Linked DNA regions of Mus musculus: regions 2 and 3 are each linked to region 1. A link is a contact called in public HiChIP or PLAC-seq data. All regions are on one chromosome and are shown on one strand. The core of a region is the stretch at or near the end of the contact, and the rest is flanking DNA. Distances in the headings are between cores, read along the strand shown.

What was found. HiChIP or PLAC-seq counts read pairs in DNA pulled down with a chosen protein or histone mark.
Region 2: an H3K27ac HiChIP or PLAC-seq map of acute myeloid leukemia shows a contact between it and region 1, with 15 times the contacts expected there. The contact joins the promoter of Fhad1 here to the enhancer-like site in region 1. A contact is called at or near these places in 5 of 39 promoter capture datasets (the 3T3-L1 cell line, the C10 cell line, frontonasal cranial neural crest and 2 more), 1 of 115 datasets of contacts at active chromatin or transcription factors (acute myeloid leukemia) and 1 of 9 other capture datasets (embryonic stem cells).
Region 3: a contact with region 1 is called in an H3K27ac HiChIP or PLAC-seq map of acute myeloid leukemia, with 10 times the contacts expected there. The contact joins two enhancer-like sites. A contact is called at or near these places in 1 of 115 datasets of contacts at active chromatin or transcription factors (acute myeloid leukemia) and 1 of 9 other capture datasets (embryonic stem cells).

What each region holds. Positions count from the first base shown.
Region 1 is chr4:143,111,049-143,114,812 of GRCm38.p6, forward strand. Prdm2 (PR domain containing 2, with ZNF domain) reads right to left here. Exons shown (of 10, transcript NM_001081355.3): 9 at 586-729. The coding sequence ends at 609. Among named protein-coding and RNA genes, the nearest start is that of Mir7021, 23 kb to the right of the region's middle. Within about 2 kb of position 2,148, at least 45 of the 459 cell types and tissues checked have an H3K27ac peak or open chromatin away from gene starts, as enhancers often do. A contact at or near this core is called in acute myeloid leukemia, where this site is marked.
Region 2 is chr4:142,009,460-142,013,223 of GRCm38.p6, forward strand. Fhad1 (forkhead-associated (FHA) phosphopeptide binding domain 1) reads right to left here and starts at 2,192. Exons shown (of 32, transcript NM_177868.4): 1 at 2,086-2,192. The coding sequence starts at 2,178.
Region 3 is chr4:142,051,664-142,055,427 of GRCm38.p6, forward strand. The region is part of intron 1 of Tmem51 (transmembrane protein 51); the gene reads right to left. Among named protein-coding and RNA genes, the nearest start is that of Tmem51os1, 31 kb to the right of the region's middle. Within about 2 kb of position 1,803, at least 39 of the 459 cell types and tissues checked have an H3K27ac peak or open chromatin away from gene starts, as enhancers often do. A contact at or near this core is called in acute myeloid leukemia, where this site is marked.

The sequences.
Region 1 (3,764 bases), core at 898-3,397:
CTAGAGACATCTAGTGGAGCTCACCAGTGGGTACTCAACTGACGGCACTAGCTCCCCATTTCCCAGAGTCTCCCAGTGGCCATCGCTTCAGCAGTGGGAATACAAGGGCCGTGCAACCTCCCTTCCATGGTTGAGGGTTGGCAGGCCTGGTGTGGGCAAGCATATGCACTGATCTCATCGCTGGACCAGTTGTATTACACAATGTTAAAAGAAGTCTCTTATTGCCTGAGTCTGTTTGGGATGCCATAGCAAAAATATCATCCAATGGGCAACATCAACACAGAATGGTTTGGCATTCTCCCCTCTGGAGGCCGCAAGTCCACCTTTACACATACGGAAGTTGAGACTTGGAGAAATTGACTTGTAGCCCTACAGCCAGTAAATGGTGAAGCTAGGGTTTGAACCCTGGTGGTCCAGAATCTTCTTGCTAAGCTATAAAACTCATGCCTGCAGAAGGCCCCGTGCTAGCCTGGAGGGTGCTTGACACACCATCTCTCCCGCTTACTCACTCACCCAAGATGTACCTGGACCCCACCCTCGGACCCAAGAGCCAGGAGATGGTGCCAGGGCGCCTCTGTCTCCTACCTGTTAAGGAGCAGACAAAGTGCCTACTCTTTGAAGAAGGGTCCCTGGAACTGAGTTGCTGCTGCAGCCTTGACCTTTCTGCATTGTCTGGTGATATAAGGGGCTGTTGATGAGGCGCATCGCGATGCCAGGCGGAGGCTGTAGCTGTATGGAAAGAAGAGCGCAGGTCATCAGCAGCAACCAGTTTGGGCCTCTGGCATCACTGAAGGGGCGGGGATATCTTTGCCGCCCATATCTCCCAGGCCCACGCAAGGTGGCACTTCCTGCATGTTCGTGCCACGTACCTGGAGGGGTGACAGAACTTCCTAATGGAAATGTCAGTCCAGGGCCCTTTGTGTTTTACTTTTAAAGAAGTGTTGGAAGAGAGATGATCCCACCCACTTCTTTTGGCACACAGACTGCTTGTGCCCAGCTGGGCTCCCACCTCCTCTGGGAAGGCTGCCCTCTTTGCCTCCTGTGAGTGCACCCCACGCCTCATCCCCACTCTGGCTCCCCATTTCCGTCTCTGGCATCCCAAACTGCTATTGTGGGACACAGGAGCTGCTCTCCTCCTGGGGCACTAAGAGCTCAAGGTCATGGCTCCTTAGCTGCTGCTGCACCATTGGCTTAGCATGACAAGAGCCAGAATGGCTGTATGTGCCTGTAACCCCAGCAGCCCAGGAGGCTGAGGCAGGAGAATGGTGAGATTGGAGCTAGCCTGACTCATACTATTGACTGTGCTTCATATAGACCAGCTCTCTTCTTCATACAAGCGACTGACTCAGACTCATATTATCCTGAATTGACAGAAGGGAAAATGGAGGCACAAAGAGCCCAGGAGCCATCATCATGGGAAGCAGCATTATTTAACCAGGGCATGTGCTTGTCAGTGTCTGGTAGTATTTGGGTTGTCACACTGGAGGTGTGTGTGTGTGTGTGTGTGTGTGTGTGTGTGTGTGTGTCTGTTACACACACATACATACACATACTGCATATGTTAAGCAATGCTCAGGAAGTTATGAAACACCCCACTATGCACAAGGCAGCAAACAGCTATACAGCCAGAGTCTAACACAGTAGCACCCGCCCCTTAGCAACAAGGGATCTTCTCCAGGACACTCCATCCCCAGTGGGCGCTTGAAACTACTGAGCCCAGTACTGAAACAGTCCTGAGCTCAGTACACAGCATGGTTACACATACAAGCTGTAGTAAAGTTTGACTTAGAAATCAAATGAAGCCAGGCCTGGTGGCTCATGCTTGTAACCCCAGCACATAGAAGCTGAGGCAGGAGGATCACATGAGTTTGGGGTCAACCTGTGCAACAGATTCCTATCAGCCTAGGCTAGAATAAGATCGCTGAATGTTCTTTTTCTCTTAATATCTCACCGCACGTTCAGCTTCCCTCTGAGAAGCCTTGACAGCTACTCTCTGGCATCTGATACCACCCTTCCTTGTGAATCTACCCAACATTCAAAATCAGCCCCTAGACACAGAAGTCTTTGCAGGCCCCACCTTCCTCTCTAGGCGGCCCCTCTTCTCCAGGAGGCAGCAAACACAGACATTTCCACAAGGGGGCGCACCCTCTCCCCCGCCCAGGGTTTCTGTCCTAGTGTTTCCCAGCAACCTGCAGGAACGGCCCATTCTGTCATTACCCCTGGGCATCTTTGGCAGGAAGGGAAGACAATTTCAGCCACACTCCCAAGGCCTCTGTGAATTCCACATCCTTTCTCTCTGGATCCTCCACCCCAGCAGTCAAAAAGAGCAAATGATTCTATGTTCATTTCACAGATAAGAAAATGGAGACATGACTCAAGGACAGGGGCTTATTCTTGGGGGTGGCAGAGCCCAGGTCTTGCGCTCCCTGACTGTGGTGGACACCAGGTCACCACCTAGGTGACTGTCATGAAGTCTGGGGTTAAGACTCAACTGTGAGATAGACTCCTTCCTGCCTTGGGAGGTTGAGTGCCCACAGCAACTCTGGACCGAGTTGGTCCCCTGTTTAACCTAAGGATTATATGAGTTCCTGAGCCCCACTGCAGGTGATGACCACCTCAAGATCCTGGAGGTAAGCTTGGGGGGCTGAGGTCTGAACCTAGGGCTGACCCCAAGCCTGACATTTCTCAGCTAAGTCTCCCAGAGGGGACATCACCTGGACATTTGGGAAACCCCTTGAGTTCAGATCCTGACCTCAACTTGTGACACACATCATCTCTTTCTTGGTGACTGGTACTCTCTTGACATCCTGAAAGCCAGACCCACGGGGGTCTTCCTGTCCCCTCCTCGGCTGCTGTTGGAGGCTATCTGGTTCACCTTCCTCCCTCAGTCCCCCACCGTGGACACCTCTCTCCAGGTTTCCTGCCATGTTCCTTCCTCATGGGGCTTTTCCTGGCCACACGGGCCTCCCTCCAGTCTGTTCTGCAGATCTGTGATCTTTCCCCCAAAGGGCACACTAGACCACGACACCCCTTCACCGCACCTCTCCCTCCCACCACCCTCAGGACAAGCCTACTTTTTTTCTAAGGATGTACAGGATCCAGCTCTTCTGACCTCCTAGCCTACCTCAGTCGGTTCAGGGCTCACTGCTTCAGCTAACCCGGCCGGAGGGTTTGGTAGAAGCTGGGTTTGGACAGCTAAGAAACAGAGCCATGTTTTTAAGAGTTCCTTTCAAGCATCTGACTTCCCTGAGATTGAAGCTGTGTTGGGGGATGGGAGGGCTTTCTCTGTGCTTCACACGCACTGGCTCTGCGCAAGGGGGGTGCACCACCCGTAGCTTGCACAAGGTACCTTCCAGAAGCTGCACTTCAGGAAACAAAGTCCATAGGCCGCACACGCCATGCAGCCTACCCCAGTCTGTACGGACAGACGGCACAGTGCAGAGCGCCTTACCCACACCTGGCACTTAGGCAAGGCTCGGAAAAGGTGAGCAGGCAGGACACAACCATTCGACCGGGCAGCCATTTCTACTTCCTGTGTGTGCACTCTGCCAGGCTGTTCAGTCTATCAGGACTCTCTCCCTCTCAAGACTCCCCTTCCTTCCTCTGGATCTTCACTCAGATGCTTCCCTGTTAAAGCCTGTATCCGACCCCTCCGGGAAGATCTATCGGTGATTAATAGCTGCCGGAGGACATGGAGACATGCTATACGGTGGTGTAGCCACTGTCGAGGTGACAGTGATCCCGTACATAGTCCTCGCCCATAC
Region 2 (3,764 bases), core at 942-3,441, 1.1 Mb before region 1:
GTTTCTGTTGGCTGTTTGGTCCTGGCCGTGAGAAAAGTAACACAGGAGATGTGGTGAGCTGTTGTTAAATTGGAATGAATGTGTTCTAAGATTAGGCGAACTTTGCAGAAATGCTAACCAGCCTGCTATGTAATGGCAGGATGCTGGATGCCCTCTCTCTGGAATTAGAAATGAGACAAATAAGGAGATTTATAGGTTTATACTGCCTCTGTCACTCTCAGTACTTAAAACCACACAGCTGCGGATGGCATTCGCAGCTGGTGAGGCGAGGGAGGCCATCTCCTACGCCGCTGGTGGAGAAGAAAGCCGCACAGCGGCGTTGGACAAGTTTGGTGGTTTCCCTGGGTACCATGCAGACATTTCCATGTGACATGTGACGCTACCATCACATACCCAGGCTTTCATGCCTACTCAGAAGCTGTGTCCAGCACGCAGCACCGTGCTGAGTAGATGCTTGGTAAACTCGGCACCGTCTAGAATCATCTTGGAAGAGGGACCTCAATTGAGAAAATACCTCCGCATCAGATCTGCATGTGCACAAGCCTGGGGGCGGGGCATGCTCTTGATTAATGATTGACGTGGAGGGCCCGGGCCACTGTGGATGGTGCTGACCCCGCACAAGGTGGTCCTGGAAGTGTTTAAGAAAGCAAACTGAGCAAGCCAGCAAGCAGTAAATGGGTGTCCCCTATGACGTCTGCTTCAGGTTCTGCCTCCAGGTTCCTGCCCTGCTTGAGTTCCTGCCCTGACATCCTTCAGTGATGGACTAGGCTGCAGAAGTGTGAGCCAAGTAAACCCATTGCTCCTCGAGGTGCTTTTGGTCTTAGTGTTTGTCAGAGCAATTGACAGCAAGCTAAAATGAGCAGCTATTTATTTTACTATGCTGACCCCAAACTAGAGATAATCACCGTTTCCAGTATATGACCGGCTAAGCAAACGGCACCATGTCTGTACCGTGGTCTGCTACTCAGCAATAAAAAGAAACAAGCTAGCAACCTAAGTGCATCTCTAGGCCTGAGGGAAAGGGAAACCAACTCAAATCAAACCCTGAATCACACACCGTATGATTTAATTAAAGTAACTTTCCTCAAACAACAGAATTATCGACGTGGAGAAGACAGTACTGGTTTCAGGGCTTAGGGGTGGTTGTGGGAGGGGCCACTGTAACTAGGAAGTGGTGTCTAGATCTCCGGTGGTGAGCTGTTTGGCATCTTGGCTTCTGCAAATGAATCTGCACCCATGATAAAATCATGGGTACCTACCCTCCACAGGCAACCCCTGCTACACACATACATACGGCCCGTGCTCTGGACTGCTTTGATGCTGTTATACATACATCACACTAGCATAACCACCCAGGAAACAGTGTGAGGGGCACACTCCGTCTCCCTTTTCAAAAAAAAAAAAAAAAAAAGCTTATTAAAGGCTTGTGGCGCAAGGTTTCAGGGAAGCTAGCTCCTCTGCTGTGGGAGGCCCCATCCCACGTCTCTCTAAAATATTTTAGCCTGCTTGAATATTTAAAGAGCTTCTGAGTCTCTGTTTTCATTATTCATCTCTTTCTTCCACTTCCTCAGCTGTCAGTGAATTGAGGCTTTGGACCACCAAACCACAGCTCGTCAGAAAATGAAGTTCAATTACGAGAGACTACGGCTAAGCCCAAGGCTTCACCTTGGAGCTTCCTGGGCTCCAGGGGCCCCTTAGAGCCAAGCTATGGAAAGGGAAGGCCTTGGAGGGGTGTTGGAAAAAGAGACCCTTCCCTGGGCACATGGTAAAGAAGAACACTTCAATGTACTTGCCCCGCGCACCCCTTCTAAGCTCCCCCAGAACGCTGCTTCTGGACAGGGGGGCAATTTGGGACCTGTAAGGACATGAGTTTGTTAACTAACAGAAGGCCCATCACCTTCCGATACCAAATGCCAGCTCCCCTCTGCCATCGGGAAGATTCCTGCATGGATCTTGGCTGTCCAAGGACAGAGTTGGCTGCTTGCTACCTGTGGCAGTTGGGCTTAGGGAGACTCAAGTCTACCTCACATGGAGGAGAGCTGGGGGGGCGGGGTGCATGGGACAGGCGTACGCCGTGTACCTCACCTGTAAGACGAGGTCTGAATCTGCATGCTTGCCGATTGTGGTGCTTTTATTCAGGACAAAAAAGCCATCAGCGCTCTTCAAATACGCTTTCATTCTTTCTGATTTCCCTACAGGAGGGTCCAGAAAGGGTTTGGTTAGAGAAACACATTCTAAGCCTGAGTGGATGAATTGGGGTCTCCTGATGTCATGGAGTCCTGAGGGAGAGGGAGACAGGGAGTGTCCAGGTGATGGACTAGCTCTGTCTTTTGAAGGTCATCTTTCCTAATAGTGATCACTAACAGAGAAGCATTGAAATATGATAATCAAATTCAAGGCATTTTTCTCTCTCTCTCTCTCTCTGTAAATACACAAGGTAGTTTAATGGTGGAGCTCCGGGTCGAAAAGTATCTCATGCAGGAGACAGTGGATTCGACCATGAGGCTTGAAAGCTATGGGTTTTTTATAGAAAAGGGTCTGGGGCTGGGGGAGGAATTGGCGCGGTTTCACATGACTGGTCCATTTAAACATCAGCAGAATGTACTCTTTTTTTTTTAAAAAATAAATTTATTTATTTATCTTATGTGAACATATATGTGCTTGAGGGTATGTATGTGCACCAGGTATATGCAGGGGCATGCAGAGGTCAGAAGAGGGCATCAGATCCCCTGGCATTGAAGTTACAAGCGGCTGTGACCTGCCATGCCACCTGGGTGCGCAGGTCTGAACCTGGGCCCTCTGCAAGAGCAGTAAGAACCTCTAACTAACCCGAGTCACCTCTCCAGAACCTCTAACTAACCCGAGTCACCTCTCCAGAACCTCTAACTAACCCGAGTCACCTCTCCAGAACCTCTAACTAACCCGAGTCACCTCTCCAGATTCCCGATGTTTTTTCTTAACTAGAGAAACAAAACAGAGCTCCAAATATCCCAACCACAACCCAAATGTCACAGACAGCGGCTGCCCCCTCCCTCGGCCTTCTTCTCCGTGACACCCACTGCTCGTGACACCCACTGCTCGTTTTTGCTTGGTTATGACCCAGCGCTTACTAGTTCAGACACTGCGGGTGAGTTACTCTCTCCCAGGTTGCCTGGCAACAACAGACTCCATCAGCTATTACTGATGCTAAGTTGGGCCTCTTACACTCCAGGTCAGAGACCCACAGGCTCCCAGTGAGTTCAAAGCACCAGGAGTCAGCCAATGGAAAAAGCAGGCTTCAACTGATTCTTGCTTTGTAAGTTGCTGCACTTCTCCATATACTGAAATTAGGAAAGGATGCTTTCGATTTTTATTTTAAAACTGTGTGTGTGTGTGTGTGTTACTGAGATATCTGTACACCTCAGTAAGCATATGGAGATCATAGGACAACTTGCAGGCATCTGTTTCCTCCTTCCGCTGTGGGTGGGTGATGGGGATCAAAACTCAAACACACCTCCCCAGGCTCCTTTGGCAAGTACGTTTACCTGCTGAGCCATCTCCCTGGTCCAAGGACTGACTTCTAAAGGCAAAGTACGAAGATGAAGGATTCTATGTGATCAGGACTCTGCACAGATTCCCTCCATCATCTTATGAGGAAAATGTCGAATATACGGAGATCTTTAAAGTGGACAGAGAGCCAGATGTGGTGGTGCGTGCCTGTGACCTGGCCCTGGGGAGGCTGAGACAGGAGGATTGTGAGTTTGAGGGTAGGTGAGGGTACAAAG
Region 3 (3,764 bases), core at 553-3,052, 1.1 Mb before region 1:
CTCAGGGACTGCTGAAGCCAACTAGATGAGCCACAGGTACCTTTTTCCCTTCGAGATCTATGATGCAGTCACATACGCAAGGACCCCATCACAACGCAGGCTTGTCTAGCCATGGCCCGAAAGCTTCACTCTCCCCTGGGCAGCTATGAATGTAGTCCAACACAGAACTGTAAACTTACTTTAAGCACAATGTGAAGACACTTTTATTTGTTTTGTTTTGTTTTGTTTTGTTTTGTTTTTTGAGACAGGGTTTCTCTGTGTAGCCCTGGCTGTCCTGGAACTCACTCTGTAGACCAGGTTGGTCTCAACTCAGAAGTTCACCTGCCTCTGCCTCCCAAGTGCTGGGATTAAAGGCGTGCGCCACCACCGCCCGGCTGGACTTTTCCCTTTTTTAAAAACTCAACTACACAGGTCTCAAGAGTGAACTTTGAAGACGAATCACCATGTCACCAGCCTGAAGGTTAACAGAGATGCGATTCTGGGAAGATGGTGTAGCCTTCCAGGGAGAGTTAAGGGTGTAATTTAGCCAGCCCAAATGGCCACAGGTACTCCATGATTGGCTGTCTTCCAGTTAAATGTCATTAGGCTGATTTCTATAGTAGTTGGGACTCCTGGTATGCCACACGCATGTAGTGAGCTTCAGGTTACACATAAAGGGTCATACACTTTACTGGGGAGGGGGCTTTTGTTCCTACGGGGAGCGTCTTCAAAATCTTCGGAATAGCTAACATGCACTGATGCTATCACTAGCCCCAGGTGATCACCTTCATCCTTGCGATTAAACGAACACACTGTGGCCATTACCCCCCCACCACGGGGCGGCGGGGGGGGGGGGCGGTGGACTCTGAGGCCCCACGAGCTATCTCACTCTGCCCAAAGAAACTTGCTAATCAGTAACAGAGCTCGGTTGCAAACCAGAGTCAAGAGTCCAGAATCCGCTCCCCACCCGCTGCCCCGCCCCTCACGTGACCCACGCCCATGCCCTGCAGGTTTGTCTCCGCCCCCCCTCCCCCCCCTTGCTCGAAACCTTCTATCCACAGCTCCCGTGAGAAACGAACTTCATCCGCCAATGGCAGAAGCAGAGAGGGATAAAGGCCTGATAGAAAACAAGCAATAGTGAGGTTGAATGCCAGGGCCTTAGATCAGCTACCATGGGTCCAAACCGAAGGCTGACCAGGGCCTCTTTACCACCAGTCTCATGATCCCTCAACTTGAGGCTCATGGCCATTCACGAGGATGCCTGAAGCCTGTCTCGTGTCCCAGGACTCTGCCCTCACTGAGCTACATCAGCAGAGGACCAGGGGTTGAGATTAACCCACAGGCTCAGGGCTCTTGCCTGCTCTGGACATTTGTACAGCCCTGGGTCATCTGTTCCCATTCCCTTGGGCCAACAGACACCAGCCAAGTACCCAGGTGCTGGGGAATCAGCGACAAGTATCCCAGAGAAACAACTCAGACCCCAGCACCACACGGGTGTGGGCATCTTTAGGAAACTTCAAAGAGGGAGAAATGGCAGACAGGAAAATAGATATTATAACTAACAACTGTTAGTTATAAAATAGGCCACTGTAGGGACACTTCAAATATGTCCCTTATCTCTACAGAGTGTGAAGCTGTCCAAGCTTGTCACATAAATGATGCCCGGGGTGGGGGTGGGAGTCCCCTGAAGGCTGGGGTACTGACACACCAGATTGGGGGAGCAGGTTGACCAGAGCTATTCCCTGAATACTCAAACGATCCTGTGAGCATCTAGTATCCCTGTGCACTTCCGGTTCTAAGACTGGGCGTGGCCAGCCTGACCAATCAGTTCCTCTGGTTCCTCTCTCTCACACACACACACTCCCTTGCCCTGAAGGTGTGGTCTCTCCCCTGTCAGAACCCAAAAAGAGCCACCTGATTCTCTCTTCTGGAAACTCTCTGGTTCCCAGGAAGACAGAGCAGGGTCTGGAGCTGCTGGGGACCAGCATGTCACCCCCAGAGAAGAGACTGCCACTCTTCTAGGGATTCCCTGTGGACACATGACAGTTGAGGCAGGATAGGGGTGAGCCAGAGAGGACCTGGACCCAGGGATCCCCCGAGACCTGCAGCTGCTTGCTTCCACTAAGTGACCCAAATAAGGACAAGAGAGCAAAGCCAAACCAACACAGCCCAGCTGCTCGGAGGGAGCTGGCCTCTCTGGCAGCTAAAACCACTGTCCCCACAATGTCCTTTCTGCTCGCACAAGTGACTGTTAATTAAGGTCACTAAGTTGGTGACTAAGGAAGGACACCACTCAGGGCTGGAAGCAGGCATCTACTCTGGTCCCAGTCCTATTACAGTCACCCCTTACTTTACTTACTGTAGATCACCCAGATGTGAGGCCTGGAAGCTGTCAGTTGGAGACAGAGGGTTAAGTAAGCCTGTCCATCAAACAGTGTTGCCAAGGCTACCAACACAACTAGTTGCGGAGATGCAGCTAGGAGAAAGGAAAGGCCATGAGCTCAGGCTGCAGCCCCAGTGGGCAGCCGGTTTACCTAGCATAGGAAGCCCCGAGCTCAATCCCTAGAACTACATGACCTCTGCCGTGCAGTGCCTGAGTAATCTAAACAGGAAGTGGAAGTAGAAAGGTCAGGAGTTCAAGGTCAGCCTTAGCCACACAGCAGTTTGGGGCCAGCCTAAGCTACACGAGACTCTCTCTAAAAATGAATGGATGGGCGCATGAATAAGGAAATAAGGTAATTTGATGGGAGCTGGAGAGATGGCCCAATGGTTAGGAGTCCTGACTGCTCTTCCAGAGGTCCTGAGTTCAATTCCCAGCAACCACAGGGTGGCTCACAACCATCTGTAATGATGCTCTCTTCTGGTGTGTCTGGAGATAGTATACTCATATAGATAAAATAAAAATAGTAAGGTACTTTGAATAGGACTTGGGAGTATGGTATGGAGGGGAGCTGGTGAGTGGGAAGCACAGGGCAGCCTGGGCCTCTGGGAAGCAGCCTGCCTTTCCAAAGTATGCAGGTTGGGAGCATGAGGAACTACTGTACCCTTGCAGCACGCCATGCTGGCTCCCACGGACCTGTCACTCAAATGTCACACTCATGAGTCTGGAGAGATGACTCAGCAATTATGCATACTCACTGAACAGAGGTCCCACGTTCATCTCCCAGCGCTCACACTGGGCAACTCAACCACTGTTAACTCCAGCCCCAGGGGATCCGGTGCCCCCTTGTAGTCTCTGCAGGCATCTGATCTTAGGTGAGTGTGCATGCATGCATGCACATGAGCGTGTGTGCAAACACGCTCACGCGCGCACACACACACACACACACACACGAAAATAACTTTTTTTTTTGAGGCAGGTTTTCTCTGTATAACCCTGGCTGTCCTGGGACTCACTCTATAGTCCATGCTGGCCTCGAACTCAGAATGGGGTTTGCAAGCCAAACACCTGCAGCTGCTATTGTTGTTGTTGTTGTTATTATTACATAATTCTTTTTTTTTAAAGATTTATTTATTTATTATATGTAAGTACATTGTAGCTGTCTTCAGACACTCCAGAAGAGGGAGTCAGATCTCATTACGGATGGTTGTGAGCCACCATGTGGTAGCTGGGATTTGAACTCTGGACCTTCGGAAGAGCAGTCGGGTGCTCTTACCCACTGAGCCATCTCACCAGCCCCACATAATTCTTCATGCTGGAGCTGAAACTCAGGGCCCTGTGCATCCCTGACCATCACTCTCTTCCACTGAGCCTTACCTCCAGCTCCCAGGCTGTGCCAGATTTT